2 separate regions of the Triticum aestivum genome follow, and region 2 is linked to region 1. The links are chromatin contacts, called in public Hi-C maps. All regions are on one chromosome and are shown on one strand. The core of a region is the stretch at or near the end of the contact, and the rest is flanking DNA. Distances in the headings are between cores, read along the strand shown. Region 1 holds the start of LOC123046997 (probable inactive UDP-arabinopyranose mutase 2). Region 2 holds the start of LOC123046998 (probable serine/threonine-protein kinase abkC).

Region 1 (4,228 bases), core at 19-2,518:
GGATTTGGCGTTTCCGGCCATCGGTGGCTGCGCCAAGCCATGGATTGGTCGAGGAGCACCCCCCGCAGCCCTGGCAAAGCCCCAGCGCCTGATGCAGGTACTGGTTCGTCCTGTAGCCGTCGTTGCTGGTTGGCCGACAAGGATTCGGTCGGTCGTCCGCCGGGCTCGCCGATGCCGCTCATACAGTGCGACGACTGCACACGGACAGTGCTACGGCTAACTTCTAGCATGCCCAAGCACCCCGGATGGGTATTCTTCAAATGTGAAAACGACGCGTATGTTATTGTCTCCATCGGCTTTGTCACCCTATTCGGTTCAATTTCGATAGCTTATGGACATCGTTATGTGTGTAGGAAGATGGATGCTCATTTTTGTTTTGGGAAGGAGGATACATTGATTTATTGATAGAAAGAAACTTAATAGATGTTTGTGCACTCCTTAGTAGAATTGAGGCTACTGATGCGGCTGCATGTGCAATTAGAGAAGAAACTAGAGGGGAAGCAACGTCTACTTCTTTAGAATCAAAGAACAAGAATCTGGAATGCAAGATCAAGAATCCGCAGATCAACAACGAATGCATGGAAAAGATATTCGTCCAACTAGTGGGAACAATTATGGAAGTTGGATATCTTCTAAAATGTATAATTGCCGTTCTCGTTTTCTTTGGTCCTACTATTCTAACAAAGATTTGATGAATTACCATGTATCCAATGCCGTTGAAGAAAATAAAAAAGCAAAGAAATGTGTCTGAAATCAAAATGCAAATTACTGACTTTCGGCCCGGCGCGGACGGGTCTGCTTTGCGAGGTCTGCTCGGCCGTCGCCCGTGCCGGCCCACGAATCCGGTTTTCCGCGAATTGTAAACGCATTTTGCGGGTTGGCATTATACGGGGTCTGCTAGAGATGCCATAGGGACCATTAGGGGCAAGCCACCGCATGATCAAGGCACACCTTCATATTTTTTAGAGCCATCCTGCTTAGGCCCAAATCGAATAATTTCTTTGTGGCATAAAAAACCCTTGGTGCCAGAGAGACCTTAGAGTGTGGTCGCACGTATCTGATAAATTAAAAATCAACATTGTTATCGCAGGCGGCATTGTAATCAGAATACAAAATTTGCAGATGGACACCGACAGCACAAAGGCCGTAGTTTGTCAGCCTAGGCAGACACGATATTTTGTACGTAATCGTCCCTATTTTAATCGGCTTGGACAGCACAGCACAGCACAGGGGAGCATACTACCTCCTTTGCCCCCTTTTGCAAAGTCGTCATCGAGAGCCAGCCGGCAGCCTCACCGCCGACGCAAAGTCGGCAAGCGATACACCCTCGTAGGATGATGACTTGATTTTTACGACTGTTTCGCAAGAAAAAAAAAGGAAAAAAGGGGGAAAATAGAAGTCGCCGATTCGTCGGTGGCGCGCGCGCAGGCAGGCTCCTCCCTCGTCTGACTCTGCCGGCAGACGCGACGCAACAGCAGGAGCGAGAGAGCGGGGCGGGGGGCGAGGATCGAGGCCCGCAACGTGGCCGCGGGGCGCCTGCGCCTTTGCTTCGCTTCCCAGGGAAGTCTGGTAGTAGCCTAGGCTAGCGTGGGCGCGGTATATAACGAGCGCGAGATCCAGATCTGGAGCCGATGCGCCCCGCCCCCACCCTGCTCGCCCTCACCCTCGACGCCGCCCTCCTCCGCATCGCCACCCTCCGCGACCTCTCCCGCCTCCCCGACCACATCCTCGTCGACCTCTTCCGCGTACGTGCCCCCTCCCCCCTCCTCAGATCCCTAACCCGTCGGTTAATCGCTCACCGCCGATCACTCATCACTGTGCCTGCGGCCTACCCGGCGGTGAGCGATTAGCTTCTTCAGTCCTGGCCTGACCCGTGTTGGTTTGGGGGATCTCTAGTCCGAGTGAGTGACCGATTCGGGTCGCCTGTTCTGTGATCCCACACGCGGGGCTGTTTAATCGTCTCGTCTGCTGGAGGCGCAGATACTAGAATGTGTCCTCTCGACCTAAAGCTGGGTGGAGTAGATTGCGTGGTTTGTCTGAAAGACATGTTTTCTTACAGCCGATTTACTTTCTTGGTCCATTCAGAGTCCGGTATTGTATTGCCAGCCGTGATGCCACAAGAGAGCTGTCGCCACGGCTAACCGTCGTCACAGTCGTTCTGATCGATATCTATGTTTGCTGTCCTAATGGGACAGTGGAATGATGTCTCATCTGCCCTATTTAGAATCTAATTTTGATTGTGCAAGTATTCTGACCAGTATATCAGGCTAGTTTTGAACTTAGTTTCGTACCCGGCTATTAGGGATATCAGATGATTGCCTTATTTATCTCATCTAAAGTCTGTCTTGAGGATGCAATTTCTGGCTGGCAGGTTCAGTTTGAGCATTAACTGAAACAGTCATCACCTGCAATCTTGTAGTCTTACTTTTTTTGTTGTTAGATCTCTCATGACTGACGAGTGACGATTGTTTGATGGCAGAGAACCCTTAGTGCTGGTAAGCTGACAGAGAGAGTCCTCAAGTTGTTTCTGGCAACCGATTGTGAGGAGATCATCTTGCTTGTTCAGCTCCTCAACATTAAGCAGCCACTCATACCGGTGCTTCCCACGAGTATGCCACTTATCCGTTTACTCTCTGCCGGTTCGAATGTTGATGTTATGTCATAAGGATGCTGGCTTATTTGACTTAATATCCTCTTGTTTGTTTGCTTGTTTGTTTGTAGGGTGCTCTGAGAAGTTCTAGTACTGCTGCTGCTTAGATCAGGCTGATTAGCTGCGAAGATGTCTCTGGAAGTTCATGATAGCGAGGTTGACATTGTGATTGCAGCACTCCAGCCCAACCTGACCTCTTTCTTTCAGGCGTGGCAGCCATTTTTCTCCCGGTTTGACATCATCGTTGTCAAAGATCCAGAGTTGGCAGCAGATCTTCAGATCCCTTCAGGTTTTAATGTGAAGGTTTACACAAAGTCTGACATTGATGGACTGCTTGGTGCCACATCCATCAACTTCTCTGGCCACTCATGCCGTTACTTTGGGTACCTTGTCTCACGCAAGAAATATGTCATCTCAATTGACGACAACTGCCTCCCAGCAAAGGACCCTGCTGGGATGACTGTTGATGCTGTCACGCAGCACATGATCAATTTGAAGACACCTGCTACTCCTTTCTTCTTCAACACACTGTATGACCCATACCGCAAGGGTGCTGACTTTGTCCGTGGATACCCATTCAGCCTGCGTGAGGGGGTTGAATGCATGCTCTCATGTGGGCTCTGGCTGCACAATGCGGACTATGACCCAATGACACATGTCGTGAAGCGGAACCAACGCAACACGAACTACGTGGATGCTGTGATGACAGTTCCACTCGGTGCGATGTTCCCTGTGAGCGGTATAAATGTTGCATTCAACCGTGAGGTTATGGGGCCCGTGATGTTCCCTGGTCTGCGGATTCGCAAGGAAGGGAAGCACAGATGGGACACCCTTGAAGACATATGGAATGGCCTGTGTGCTAAGGTGGTCTGCGACAGCTTGGGCTATGGCGTGAAGACCGGACTGCCTTATGTGATGAGAAGTGATGCAGAGGCAGGCAAGGCCTTGGAGAGCCTCAAAGAGTGGGAAGGGGTGAAAGTTATGGACGATGTCCTTCCCTTCTTCGAGTCGCTCAAGCTATCAAGGACCGCAGTTACTGTCGATGACTGCGTTAAGGAGCTAGCTGGCATTGTGAGGCAGAAGCTGGCGCCAAAGAATGCAATCTTCTCCAAAGCTGCCGATGCCATGGAGGAATGGACCAAGCTCTGGAAATCTCATGGAGCTCAGAACGCGTAATACTGGACTGCGTCCATTTTATCCATCAAGATACTTATTTTTCTTCTTCTTGGACTTTAAAATTTCCATATGCACTGTTATGATGCAGCTGAATAAACAATGTTTCCGTGTGAGGGGAATTTGTGGTGTAGAACATGTAGTTGCCAGGTGTTCGGTTTGTGTATGCTCAAGAACCGTGTATACCAAATCAAAATGATTTACTCCAACTTAGTTGTCGCGGGTGTGCTTGCTCATCGGAGTTCTTTGGTGTCACTACAGTTAATTGGGGCCAGAGGGAGTACATGATTTGCAAGGAAGAGCTGTGTTGCACCCTCCTCTGTTTTCTTGTCCAGAGGCATTTCTCTCATCCATGTTTCTTTCCTTTGAAAAATGTTTCTTTAACATAGTTTCTAATGCAAAATG
Region 2 (4,141 bases), core at 996-3,495, 160 kb before region 1:
TCTCTCTGGATAATTCCAATGCCATCTGTTCCACGCTGTTCAAGAGTTGAGTGACCTAATAAGAGGGGCAATGCAGTCTCTGTATCTTGGTTGGTGCGCAAATTTCTACAGCACTCAGGATCCAATATAATTCTTACGTGGATTATAAAATATGAGTGTACAAAAGGGAAATCTCTATCATTCTGCTATTTTAATACAGAAAGCATGTACTCCCGTCTTCAAAGGCAAAACAGAAATAAGAATGAGAAGACAAAGAGATGGTTCAATGTAGTACCAGTAGCATTTTCAAGAGTGCATGAGTGCCAATATGTGCAAGAGCACTTTTAACTCGTTCCTCTCCATCATGGTCATCCACATAGTGTGAGACACTCTCCCCAAGCTCGTAAGTCTCGACCAAGACAGCAGGATGAACAAATGGATAAAGAGGTTTCGGAAATGACACATCTTTCCACCTGCGGAAGTTGTAGATAAACCGGCTCAAATGAGCAGCTTCCCTTGCAAGGTCAACTTGAGACATCATGAAGACAGCAAACTGTTGCACACTCTCATCTAGCCGTAACCAATTTAACGCTGGAATATATCTTGAAGCTTTAGCTACCGCATTAATTATACTGAAATCTCTGCGTATTGAGTCTCCTACACCAGGATGTCTTACTTTAACTGCGACTGTTATAATCTTTGGCGTCTTTTGGCCAGGATGTCGGAATTTCAAAGCAGCCCGGTGCACTTGAGCAACACTTCCAGATGCTACAGGCTCTTCTTCAAAATTCTCAAAAATTTCAGATATCTTTCGACCAAAAGCCTTCTCGACAGTTTTCTTGGTATATGCATAGCTGTGAGCTGGTGCTTTTGTGTGTAGCTTTGACAATTCGGTACACAGGTCGTTTGCAAATAGATCAGGACGTGTCGCTGCCCACTGGCCCCATTTAATAAATGCAGGACCTGCCTTCTCTAAAGTTCGATGCACAAGACGGAGCCATGTTTTCCTATACTTACTGCCAAGAGTATCCGCAAATGGTGCCATAAGTATACTGGGAGTAAACAAGAAAGCCAGATATATTGATCTGAGGATTATGATAACCATCTCTACTGCTGAGAATATCAATGTGGTGACATAAATACGGCTGTCCTGAGCTCGCGAGTAAATATTCTCTCCTATTGGGAGGTACTCGCCATCTGCAAAGCTCTTCTCACCCAGCATCAACTCTCCAGCTACAAAAGCGAGGAGGTAAGGAACTAACTTATATCGAGTGGCAGTCAGGGTAACAGCACAAGCAGCTCTACTTAAAAGCGGAGATGCTTTTGGTACAGCAGAGCCCGTTGACATGAGTTGCTTCCAAGAAAATTGTGGAGATGCTTTTGGTACACGAGTACCCATTGCCATGAGTTGCTTCCAAGCAAGCTGGCCATGAAATGCATTCCGTCTACATGACGAGAGAACAGAAAAGTTTCTGGCACCAGGGCTCCAGTATAGGCTCTCCTTTGCTCGTCCGAGCATGTGCGAGGTGCCCGGTCCATTGTGGACTCCCTGGTGCAAGAATGTCCTGCTCTTATAGGCCAAACCGTCTGCAAAGCTCGACCCAATGTTCTGCGCACCTGAACTGCCGGGCTTCGAGTTGACCAATACAGCCTGAGCAATTTTTCTGCCGCTCTTCCCTAACTGCAGAAACCTGGGAGCAACAGGAAAGCCATGTACACTTCAGCATTTGGGCGAATCGAACCAGAATCCTAAATTACACAGCGATAAGCACCAAGTGAATAAGATATTGCAGGCGGGCGGCGGTGGCTGACCTCGACATCACGACGATCTCCTCCAGAGGGCGCCTCGAGGGCGGCGGGGAACCCTGCTCCGGCGAATCAAGCGAACCTGGTGGCACGACACACACTCATTGAGAATTTGGATCCGGCGGGGACGACTGGGCTCGCGGGGGAGCGAGCGAGCGAGGAGATCAAATCAGGGCCGCGGATGCGGATAAGACGCTTACCGACGCGGCGGAATCGTTGGACGGCGCGGAGACGTTCACCATGGCGAGGGCCGGGAAACCCTAGGGGCGGCCATGACCGGCGGCGAGGCAGCGGCGCATGGGGGAGGCGACGGGCGGGCGGGCGGGCGCGGCGGTCGGCGGAGGGTTAGGGTTTGGCGGGGGAGGGGGAGGAAGCGAGTTTCGCTTTTTTGTCTGGTGGCGCGTCTGGTGCCGACGAGAGGAGGGGGGGAGGCCGCGTGGGGAGCTGCACGGACGGCAGCGAGGCAAGGCGGAGGAAGAAGGGAGGAGAGGGTCGGAGGAGAGGCGCAGCGTGTGCAGCAGGCGTGGGTCGGGCCTAAACAATAGGGTGGGCGTCGGCCCGGCGATCTGGGAGGGAGCTTTCTTTCCCTTTCTTCCTTTCCAGGTTTTGCTCCTTTCCGATTTATTATGTTTTTTTCTTCTCGTTTGCGGATTTTGATTGCTCCCCCTAAGTTGCGACAGTGCGGCTCTGAAAAAAATGCTACTGTCAAAACAAATAATACTACAACGGGATAAAAAATAATTACAGAGGATCATTTTTTCCCAAAGTGATTACAGAAAATATCTTGATTTTTTGCGATTTCCGAACGATCGCCACTCCCCCTCCCCCCAAATGCTAATGTAACTACGTTGGAAATATTGTGTCTCACAGCGAACGCCCTCTGTGCCGTTGGATCTCTTGCACGAATCCCATGGTGTTCGCTTTCACACACGCCTCCGCACGAATTACGAGTGTACACGGTTCGCTTTGGACGTCAATCTAAGCGAAACTTTTACTGGGAAGGTAGATTATGTTGTTAGAGTATGCAAATGGTCGTCATTTTATGTTGATGTAACATGACAATTTTCTCCAACAACATGACAAATCCAGAGCATGGCAGTTCTCATCATTTTCCTCTTTTTTTACGTTGGCGAATATCCATGCTACAAGCATGGCAATCCGAAAAAGAATGGCAGCTTTCTGAAAATCTTTTTATACAGCATGCCGATTCTGAAACGTTCATTGGGAATGGCTATTTTGAGCAAACAAAAACATTCATTTGTTTCTCCTTGTCACGGGAACAAATAGTTCGCTCGGGGACCTCCAGATCTGAAGTTCGACGTATATTATGGTTCTTATTTTTTTCGGAAAGCCATCCTGGCACATTTTATTGTATCAGATAGTAGTTACAACGTTCAAAAGAAAAACAAATTGAGAGCATTATCTAAAATTAATATGGAATTCATTTTCAAAGGAAATACTCCCTCCGTCTAGGTGTGTAAGTCATCTTACAAAAACCAAATAATCCCAAAACACTTAGGCGCGGTGCATTAAATTCTACCTCGTTTCTTGTTTCTTTACATATCAACCAATAAGAGATGTGGGGTGTGCATGCTTTTAATGACTTGAGACTACCAAACACGACATGCAGTGGTTAGTTCATTGCATGCAATGCTATTAATTAGCAAATGAACATTAATTTCTCTCATTTTCTCCTCCTCCTTGGGCACGGTGCACAACCTAAAATGACTTACTCACCTAGACGGAGGGAGTAACATTGATTCCAAAGTTAACTTGAAATTAATTTCGAAAGCGAATAACTACTTAACAAGTGCATATATTCAAAAGCAATGGGAGCATTGTCTTAAACTAATATGCAAGAAATGAACACCCTCTGGGTAGGGGATTGTTGAAACACGCGGTACGCTACGCTACCGCCAAATAAAAAAATTCTACCGCGCACCCAAGATCTTGTTGCTGGAAATAGATCACAGGATCGGGTTTACCACTAGACGCGCAATCACCGCAGCGGAAGTAGAATTGGTGATGTGTGTAGTTGTTCGGTCGATATCCCGCGAACAACGATCTCCGGCAACGCCGGAGTCCCGCGAACAGCTCCTCACGGATCCCTCGAATGGTTCCTTGTTGTTCCCTTGAATGGTTTGTCCAAGCACCGCAGATGCGATGCCTCTCAGGTATCCGCACGTACCAGGAGCAGCGTCAGGCGACGGACTGCTAGGTCCGGTCGCGCGGCATGGTGTGTGGGGAGTGGTAGCATATGATATTAATGCTACTTTGTTAAATATTGTCATCTGGAAGTCCTAATGAAGATGTTGCATCTTATCTTAATACCTTCGTTGAATTATGTGATATGCAA

What was found. Hi-C and Micro-C count contacts between places; a contact is called where the count stands out from the background.
Region 2: a Hi-C map of leaf shows a contact between it and region 1, with 6 times the contacts expected there. The contact joins the promoter of LOC123046998 here to the promoter of LOC123046997 in region 1. A contact is called at or near these places in 2 of 5 Hi-C or Micro-C datasets (both in leaf).

The regions. Positions count from the first base shown.
Region 1 is chr2B:729,538,046-729,542,273 of IWGSC CS RefSeq v2.1, reverse strand. It overlaps LOC123046997 (probable inactive UDP-arabinopyranose mutase 2), which reads left to right and starts at 1,268. Exons shown (of 3, transcript XM_044470473.1): 1 at 1,268-1,745; 2 at 2,480-2,609; 3 at 2,722-4,036. The coding sequence starts at 2,780. The coding sequence ends at 3,826.
Region 2 is chr2B:729,699,069-729,703,209 of IWGSC CS RefSeq v2.1, reverse strand. LOC123046998 (probable serine/threonine-protein kinase abkC) reads right to left here and starts at 2,245. Exons shown (of 6, transcript XM_044470474.1): 1 at 1,986-2,245; 2 at 1,792-1,867; 3 at 275-1,670. The coding sequence starts at 1,799.